3 separate regions of the Rattus norvegicus genome follow, and all the other regions are linked to region 3. A link is a contact called in public Hi-C data. All regions are on one chromosome and are shown on one strand. The core of a region is the stretch at or near the end of the contact, and the rest is flanking DNA. Distances in the headings are between cores, read along the strand shown. Region 1 overlaps Smpx (small muscle protein, X-linked). Region 2 holds the start of Cnksr2 (connector enhancer of kinase suppressor of Ras 2). Region 3 has its middle 290 kb from the start of Taf5l2.

Region 1 (3,243 bases), core at 560-3,059, 940 kb before region 3:
TCTTCTTTGTCGTTTGCTAGGCTTTTTTTTTTTCCTGTCGTCAATTTTGATGTGTTCCCTTTTTTGACCCAATTATATAGGTTCTATTCTTTTTCTCTAAAGGAAATGGCTGGAGATTTTAATTTTTAGTGAAGCTGCCTTTCTTTTTATTTGTAACCTCCTTTTTCTACTCTTTACTCTGTTGGGAGGACAGTTTCTTAAATATTTCTTAACTACATCAAGGTTTCAAGGTTTCATTCAGTTGCTTTGTTGTCTCATGAAGCTTTTGTGCTAGGATGTCTTTACAACTTACACAGAAACCATTGACTCAGGACCCAATTCTGCATATTTGTATACACTGCTATGCAACTTTTCCTGGGCTGAAGAACAGCCATGACTGGCACATGCTTTGCTTTCAATATCGTGGAAAGCTTTTTCTCTGCTCGGTGCTTTATGACCTAGGATATAGGGTGTGTGTGTGTGTGTGTGTGTGTGTGTTGTCGTCCCTCAGAGGGCATTTAGCAATGTCTAGACAAATTGGCAGGGTGGGAAAGAAGACAAGTATATTGTTAAACATCCCATAATGTCCAGAACAGCCCCCTACACAAGCGATTATCCAGCCCCAAATGTCAGTGGTGCCAGCAAAAAATAAACCCAATTTTCTGCTTGAGAGATTAATGTCACATCCAGCAAACTTTCTTTTCCAAGCAGTTTCTTCAGTGCACTTTATAGAAATTAAGATGCTAAATAAAAAAGGCATAGGAATTAACAACCTAACATGTATAGTTTTTAGCATACTTAACGTTGTACAAATAAGGCATTCAGATATAATTTTTCATCCATTAGTAAATTGGATATTTATAACATATCTAATATGTCTACCTGGGTTATACAATTATCTCAGCAGTTCTGCAAACTTTTAAAATCAATGTTGCACATTAGTAGCAAATACCAGTAACCAATAGCACCATTGTAATTTCTTCATCACCATGAGCAGTCCCATTTGTTATATGCTTGGGAATGGCTGATACAGCATCCTGTGTTTCACCTTCATATTTCACTTACTTCTTGTGTCAACCACAAGGGATGGCCTATTCATTTATGGCCCAGTAAATGCTAAGAATGATTATGTGATTGCACTAGAGTCACTCTGCTTGTAAGTCACCCCAGCATCTGCAATACTATACCACCCAGTCCTTTGAATCACTGCCACCACTGTATTTTTTTTAATGTCCTTTAGTCAAGCATAGTCCTTTTGAATATTTTTCTGTGACAGCTCTGAGTGAAACAAGCAAAGGCGATTGCAGAAACTGTCCCCTCCCACCAAGGGCAGTGCTGAGCCATAACTCTCGTGCGCTGGTTTATTTGTTCCTTTGCTTGAATGTTTTCCCGTTCAGTCAGTCAGCATTTAGGAACTGTAAAGGATCCCCCAGGCTCAGAGATGATCAGATCCAGAGGATCAGAGCATGGAGAGGGCACATGTTTAATATGTGAAATGTTGTATGTGAGCACAAGAGTTTGCTGTTCCTTAAAGGTCTTAGGAAACAGAAGTGGTTAATGCCTGTAAAATGTGAACGCATAAAAGAAAAGAGACTAAAGGGAAATAAAGGAAAGGAAAGGAAGTGCATGGAAGGAGAGGAGACAGAGTAGAACAAGATTATGACCAAGGACATAGTGTGGGCCGTGTCCAGCTGCTGCTGAGAAAAGCCAGGCCTCCGCAGAGTCTGCCTTTGCTCCCAGGATGAGCGAAGGCTTGTCAGGCGGGGCTGTGTTGTTCTCAAGTGTAGCTGTCTTCCAGCCATGAAGCCTTTTCTCTCATCCCCTCTCACGCTGTGTGCAGCCCACGCAGAAAACCAGGAGAGTGAATTCTGGGCTGTCTAATCAGACTTGGCTGCATCGTGACAACGCTGCTCGTTTCAACTCCCCACACATGCTGTGGCGTTTGAGAAGAAGGCATCATGAGGAACAAATCAAGATTCACAGATTTACTTGTGCTCCCTTGCCAGTGTCCCCTGCCTGTGAACTCATTAATCCACATGCCCTGGTTTATATCTTTATGCAGATGGTGAGGTGGTAGCTGGTTTAATCCCAGGCAGGGATGGTCAATTGGCTTCCCACTGAGTGAATTTTCTATTAAGCAGTTGACAAATTAGAGTCTCTTTCATCCAGGCAGGTGGCACCAAGGCAGCTCACAACAATTCCTCTTGACTGCTGGAAAACAGCAAAAAGCAAGCATGCCCTATTGCCGGAAAGTCACTGGCAGCCTTCTGTTGGAGGGACAGTGATAACTTCCTTACACTGTGGAAGACCCACACTGACATAATACAGCAGGGGCGACTCAACTCTTGGCAAGCCTGTGTGACCTAGCTCTTTCTTCCCTGACTCTCAAATAGTACAAAAGGTGCCTGGCCTTTAGTTCCAAATACATTTTCTAAAATCTTGCCAAGCAGGTTTACTAAATGCCAAGTGTTCATACATCCATTTATTCAGACTTCATTTTCATTTCTTAATCATTTTCTACATGGGCTAGGTAGAATTTACCCTGACTGGATTAGCCTATTCCCTTCAAAATGCATGTTAGCACTGTGAACCACACTTGATCAGGAAAAATTTAAAGTATGTGTGCACCTATTGTGTTAGACACGACTATAGTAGAAGTAAATGTGGAGAACTCGGAGTAATTGGGTGTGGATGTGAGAAGGGACATTTGCTCACAAGGGAAATGAAGAAACAACAATGTTTCGAGTCTGACTCAGCAAGGAGTATATGGGGCGATTACAGCAGTCAGTTGTGATTACAGGAGATGGTGTGGACAGGCTTCCTGACACAGAATTTTCCACCTGAGAGAAGCTACTAGATGCTACATGTTCTGGTACACATTTGTACTCCATTTCCACTTAATGCTGTATTGGGATTCCTTGACCACTCTGAGCCGAATGTGAATGCAAATAGTGGAACCCTGAGAACAGTGAGGTGTTTTAGATGGGGCACCTAAGACAAGCAAACATTGTGGAAACGTTCATTCCTTTTGATGTCCCTGCTCTCTGCCCCTTGCTTCCAAAGCTGGGAATTGTTTCGCTTTTTAAATAAAATACCCTCTGAAGAGTAGCTCAGCCTATTTCTGGAGAGAACGGGAAGAAAGTGTGCTGAACATGAAAAGGCACTAATTATCTGTGACTAATCTGAGCTCACCCAGAGGCTCCCTAGCATCCCGGAGGACCTGCTTTTTCTTTGGCTCCTCCTTCTTTGCTTTGCCAGAGACTC
Region 2 (3,098 bases), core at 460-2,959, 590 kb before region 3:
GAGCCACGGCTAGACTTTGTCTTAGTCATCTTTATAACCCCCATGGTACCCAATGCACTGCACACAAGGGGCAGTGGATAAATAATGAATTAGGTTTAATTTAATTCACTTGCACTTACACTGTGCTTCGCAGTTACAAAGCATTTTTCCTACAGATGAGATGGGAAAATCAAAGTAAGTGAGAAATAACTGGGCAAATCAGGGAGAAAAGGAAGCAAAGCAAATAAAGAGAACCCCTAGAAAATAGGCAAATGTCCGAAAGGGTGGGGGAAAGATAAGGAGAGAACTGAATTTCTCCCCACTACCTTCAATCCCTTCCATTTTCAAGTATATAGAGCTTAGAAAGTCTGACTGCTAAGCAAGCCTAGGAAAGGGGCTCCTTGCTCTTTGAAAGGGGCATTTTCACAGATAAGGCTTGAAGCACATCTTAAGTTTCCCTGCTCAGGTATGAACTCAAGCAGAACTCTCATATTCCCCAAGCATTTTTCCAAGCATGTCCAAGAATCTTTTATTCCAAGGTAGGTATCCCCTTAGAGTTCAGTCTGAGGATGGACTGGAGAGGTCCTTAACAAGCCCCTCAAGTCAGACAACAGAGGGAGATAGTGAGACAGGAAAGCCAAGAGACTAGAGAAAAAGCCCACATTTGTGACTAGGAGAAGGGCGAAGGTTTGAAACTGGTCATTAGAGATTGTCGGGGGTGGAGGGGGGGCTTCAATATGGAAGAAAGGAGAATATTTGAATGCGCATTACTTTAAACCTAACATTGGACCCTTAACAAGAAGCTGCGAGAGGTTTAAACATCGCAGACCTCAACCTAGAAAAGCAAAGGACATGCTGGGGTGCGCAGGAGGGAGCCCACATATATCAGCTTGGATGCTGTCCTAAGGGAAGCATGTTACCCCAAAGTAGCGCGCCCCCTTCCCGACCATCGTCAGCCCATCATGGAGGGGGTTCCCAGCTTCCAACCAGAGCGACTGCATCCTGACCCCATTATGCGGGCTTAAAAGTTGCCAGGAGAGTTGGCGCTGGGGAAGGCACTTGGCAGGGCAAGACCGAGAAGGGGCCTCGGGTTTCCAGGAACAAAGGGGCTGATGCAGGGACAACCAGGAGAATAGGTCCCAAGGGCTCCTCCCTTAGCAGGGAAACAAGGGTCGCCGCGTCCTCTCAACCCGAAGGCGTCGAGGGAAGCGTGAAGTGGGGAAGCTGCGCGGGGATTCCACCGCCCTGCTTCCAGCTTCAACCAGGTGGCGCCCGCCGCCCTCTTGCTCCCCGCGCCCCTCCAGGCTGAAGACAAAAGGAGACCAGGGTCCCCGAGTCCCTGCTAGAGCCAGAGGACCCCTAGCCATCCCCAGGGAGGACCTCAGCAGTCGGTTGAAAGCTCCCAGGACGGGTTATGCCCTGTCGGGTGTCCCTCCCTCGTACCGGGACCCTGCGCCCTAGTGTCGCCTCTCCTTCCCCACAGAGGGCATTACCTTTCATCCAGTCCACTACTTGACTCGGAGACCATTTGCTCACTGGTTCCATTATCAGAGCCATGGGCGGCGGGGTTGGTGCCGCGTGGGACGCGGAGCTCGGACAGAAAGCCAAGTCCGCAGCCCGCTGCGCCCTCAGGTGGGGTCAGTGGCCGGCCGCAGCCTCCTGGGGTGGGCGACAGGGAGAGGGTGGCTTTTGTGTGTCCGTCCGGAGGCTGGAGCGTCGGAGGCGGCCGCGGTGGGAGCGGCGACGGCCAGCCGGCCGGCCGGGATAACGCGCCGGGGTCGGCTCTGTCCCAGCCCAGGCTGCCACCGCAGCTGCAGCGTCCGCGGCTCAGCCCGGGGTGTGCGTCCCGAGGGGCTTCAGTTCATGGCTCGAGCCGCCGAGGGTCGCGGCGGGGAAGGGAAGAGACGCCGGCGCACGGCCGCAGCCAACTTGCCCGCTCGCTCGCCTGGCGCGCGGGAGTGGAGCCCCCGGCACGACGACGAGCCGCCCGGCGGAAATGACGAGGGGCCTCCTGCCACCCAAAATATCTCTCCGCAGCCCTCGGGTGCGGGGCGCGCGCTCCACGAGCCCCCCGCCCCGCTCGCCGCCGCGCGGTCCCGCCCCCAGGGCCGGCAGCCGGTGCGCGCGAGCCCTGTGCGCGTGCGTGGGCCAGCGCGCGTGCCCGCCGCCCGACTTCTGTCAGACACGCGGGCCAGGTGTGGGCCGGTCGCGCTCCCGCCTTCCCGCCCCGGGGGTAGCACTCGGCCGGAGCTGCGCCGGGAGGGCGTGTGCCGCGGTGATGCCTGGAGCCTGGGAGTCCGCCGCTGCTGCTGGAGGCTCGCCCAGCCCGGAGGTCGGTTAGGCAGTCAGGTGCGGCGGCTGCAGGACATAGCTCCCAGTGGCCTCCCAGGAGACTCAGAGAGACCGGTTGCCCCACCAGTTGAACGGAGAGCCCGGGGTGGTGGAGGAGGGTACTATAGCCCCCCCATCCCCTGATCCCCTCGCCACCAGGGGGAGGGGACGCCTTTGAACTGCTAGGGTGACAATGGGAGCCCTGGCTGTTCTCTCTGTCGCCCTCGCAGCTGCTGAGTTGGCTCCCGAGGTGACTCCCCCGTACCCTGCGGAGAACACCGGGTGTGGGCTTCCGCAGATGGGAGCCTGGCGCTAGCCAGAGACGCCCATAGGGGACTAGATGGTCCGTGTAGTCAGATCTCCCCTGGGTGATAAAAGGAACCCAGGAAGTCAGAGCTGTCAACTGCAAGAGGCTCCAGGTGATTCGGAAACCGCCTCCCCAACCCCACACGTGCCTCCTCCCAGGCTCTGGGCTCCAGTTGTTGGCCAACTCCTTCAACACAAGGTCCTCGATATCTGTTTTACGTGGTGTCATTTTGTGTTCAGTCGTTCTTATATAACATCCGAAGAGTAATAATGGGACATAAAGTTAGCGACAAACTACAAACATGATGTTTCACATATTGTTTGCTTCAAAAACCTATGCAGCGTTTAGTAACACAGTTTGCCTAAATGAGGCTTTACTTTCAATGACAATTCTAGAACGTCTATTAGCAAACTCTACCACCATTATAACTGGTTTTTCTCAGTATAATTCTTAAAACAGTTACATTGAGTAAACGAGAAAC
Region 3 (3,329 bases), core at 532-3,031:
GCAACTGTTCGCTTTCCAAATGAGCATTAGACACATACTTACAAAGCAGAACAAATTTGCACTCACTGAGTTACATAAACAAAAACAACTGAGAAGATTCAAACTCACATAAGTTAGTTATTTAGAAGGAAAAGTAAAACAACACTTGCTTATAGGTTGACGGTCAGTTTCAACTTAAAAGCACCCACCTGTAGATCCTATACCTTCATTGGTGCATTTGTGGACATTAAAATGAGTACACATCAATAACTTAGATAAGGGGATTCTGAAAATTCATGAAAATCATAGTGGAATCTTTTATTCCTCAGATGATTTTACGAACTGAGTTGCTTTAACTAATCCCAAGTGTTGAATCTCTCCAGTCCATGCCAGATGGGATGGTCAGGAGCAGATTGCACACACAAGCTTGCAAGAGAACATGGCTCTATAAATATAGCTTTGCTCTACGGTGGCTGCAGCTCTCCTTTGTATAGGAGAAGACCTTGCTGAAAAGAGCGTTGTTGTTTTCTTTCACTAATCATCAGTACAAAAGAGCATACCAAATGCACGTTTTCTCTAGTACTAACAGACTTGCTATGCTGGTACCCCAAAACTGAATTATTGAATTCCAGGGAATTGGGGGAGTGGGTAGACAAAAGATACCCAGTGAACAAACTGTTTCTCTCTCCCTTACCCCTCTTTTTGAAAAAAATCCAAAATAGAAATTTCAAAGCTTAAAAAACTTCGAGGCAATTTAATTTAAGTTGCTTCCCATGACTTTAAACACTGAATATTCACACCTACGTCAGTACTACATTGAGAACCTCCTACTCAGAGACTGTATTTAGGAAAGGAAGGATGCTGTGGTCTGAAAGGAGGACTAGATTTGAGGGATCTTAAGTTCTGAGAATTCTTTAGTACGACTCCAAAGTTTAGCATATTTTATCCTTTCTCCTCCATGGTGAGTCTGGGCAATATTCTCATAGAGCCTCTCCTTAGGAATAATTATGGGAGATAAAAAAATAATTACAAGATAAAATAGAATTTCTTAGAATCAATTTGATGGCTTACATATATTCTGATTCAAACAATTGTGTTGTTCCTAAGAATCTGGATGTACCTTGAGTGAGTTTCAACTCCAGGGTTCTCCTGACAGAACCCCCAAGAACTGATGAGAACAACACAACATATGTAATAGAATTTGTGCCACTATTAGATTTTAATGTATAAGGCAGATTTCCAGATCATCTCTCTTTTGAGAAAATAAATTTTAGTTTTAGTGTTTAAGCCATAAATGGCCAAATTGCATATCTGGTCTATTACTTCCCACCCCACCATTTTCATGTTTTTTAGCTTAAGCCAAGCCAGGTGAGTAGGCGTCATCCAAGATAAAATCTTGCTGACTTTTTTATCCTCCAAAGAAAAGCTAGCGAACAGGAGGTAATAAATGCTATGCTTCCTACTCAGACTCTGTCACATAAGATGTCAGTTCTTTATTTTAATTATATTCCTTGCCAGCTCAAAGAAGCAAATAATTTTGCTGCATATTATCCTACCTTTGTTAGAGTTCTTCACAAGCAACAGTGGAAGGTTTGTTGTGCCAGAGTTGGTCTTAATATCCAGTTCCCAGCCATTCTCAAGTATCCTGAGGAAAAAAACAGTTTATTCATTGTCAAAAAGCAGAAGCAGACCAAATAATTACTGAAATGCCACTATATTTGAAACATAAAATCCTCTCTGAAGCAATGGAGCAATAAACAGAGTTTAAAATGTTACTTTAAAGAAATAACCCCCCACACACTACAGTTGAGTAGTGGTATTGATCAAAGGGGTGATCAAATACAAGCATCATCAAGAAGATGGGATAGAGGGCAAACTAAGGGTCCCTCTTACTTGGAGATAGGAGACAAGGTTATAGAATCAGGATTCTATTTATGTGATTGACACAGAGACCACTGATGGAATGGTGATAGAAAACTTCAGAGAAGGGAAGGAGAATATTCAAGGAAAAGATACACTGTAAATACCACCACCACAGCAGCAACTGAAATGAAATCCCTACAGAAACCCCTAGGAATCAATACAAAATATATACTTCATGGTTATCCCATTTTATGGGGGATAATTCTTTGGAAATAGATACCCAAATTCTGGCAGCCACTGGCTTAGGGCTACTGATGTGAACGTAAAGGGTTTATTTCACTGCTATTTGCCATCTGCTTTTACAGTTTCAAAAAAAATGTCCTCATGTCCAGAAATACAGATACCGGCATCTAGAAGGAAGCTGGAACTGGACGGAGTCAAAGAAGAGCAAACAGCATACTATTATCGTCTTCTATGCATCTTCTTTGTACTGATTTGGGCTTTTCTGAGTGAAAAGGTTGTATTGGTCTCTGATTACAGAAGTTCTAATTACAGTTGGAAGAAGTAGCAAAGAAAGACACAGGATGAAAACAAAGTCAATATATAAAGGAGGGAAAAACGATCCACTTGTCCTCTTCTTTCCTTATCGGTACCAGCCACTTGCCTTTGCTCAGGTGAGACACCTTTGCCTTACATGCTAAAAGTCAAGGTTTTGGTCTTTTGTTGATTTACCTGTGGAGAGATGCAAAACATGGATTTTTACCTTAAAACAAGGATGATCTGAGTCTTTCCCAATATGTTATGTAGGTTACAATTACCAGCAAACAAAAACACATGCATATATTTATTGAGGGTTTTAATTTTTCTTTATTTTTGAAAATTTCACACTGTAATATGATCACATACATGAAATATGACCATAGCTACACTTCATTTCTTTCTTCCAATCCCCCCCCCATTTCATGCTCAACACACTTCCATCCCAACTTCATATTTTCTGATAAACCACTAAGTCTGGTTAGTGCTTGGGTGTGGAACATCCACTGGAGCAAGGGAATCCAACAGGTGACTACATACTCAAAGAAGAATGATGCCTTCCAACAACTATCCACTCATAACAGCTTCTACACTGAGTGCAGTTGGAAACTGTCTACCCTAACTATATTGGGAGTTTGGCTGAATTGATCTTGTGTAGGTCTTGTCTACTATGCTGGGAGTGTGGTTGGCTCGATCACAAGTAGGTCTTGTGTAAATAACTCCAGCTACTGTGAGTTCATGAGTGCAATAGTCATTCTTTAACCACAAGACAACACTTCATAGCATTCCTCCCCATCCTTTAGCTCTTATAATCATTTCACCTCCTCTTCAATGTTCCCTGAACCTTAGTGATAGTAGGGCTAATCTAGTCATTCCATTTAGAGCTGAGAATTCAGTCTTTTATTCACAGTGCTTTAACTGGTTATGTTTCTCTGCACTGATTGTTGCCT

Evidence for each region. A called contact is a pair of places that touch in the nucleus more often than the background predicts.
Region 1: a Hi-C map of Schwann cells shows a contact between it and region 3, with 9 times the contacts expected there. The contact joins two enhancer-like sites. A contact is called at or near these places in 2 of 12 Hi-C or Micro-C datasets (Schwann cells and frontal cortex).
Region 2: a contact with region 3 is called in a Hi-C map of frontal cortex, with 3 times the contacts expected there. The contact joins the promoter of Cnksr2 here to the enhancer-like site in region 3. A contact is called at or near these places in 2 of 12 Hi-C or Micro-C datasets (Schwann cells and frontal cortex).

The regions. Positions count from the first base shown.
Region 1 is chrX:41,073,112-41,076,354 of GRCr8, reverse strand. The region is part of intron 4 of Smpx (small muscle protein, X-linked); the gene reads left to right. Among named protein-coding and RNA genes, the nearest start is that of Smpx, 32 kb to the left of the region's middle. Within about 2 kb of position 1,809, at least 19 of the 93 cell types and tissues checked have an H3K27ac peak or open chromatin away from gene starts, as enhancers often do.
Region 2 is chrX:40,721,829-40,724,926 of GRCr8, reverse strand. It overlaps Cnksr2 (connector enhancer of kinase suppressor of Ras 2), which reads right to left and starts at 1,709. Exons shown (of 22, transcript NM_001113366.1): 1 at 1,473-1,709. The coding sequence starts at 1,536.
Region 3 is chrX:40,131,378-40,134,706 of GRCr8, reverse strand. No RefSeq gene overlaps it. Among named protein-coding and RNA genes, the nearest start is that of Taf5l2, 290 kb to the right of the region's middle. Within about 2 kb of position 1,781, at least 5 of the 93 cell types and tissues checked have an H3K27ac peak or open chromatin away from gene starts, as enhancers often do.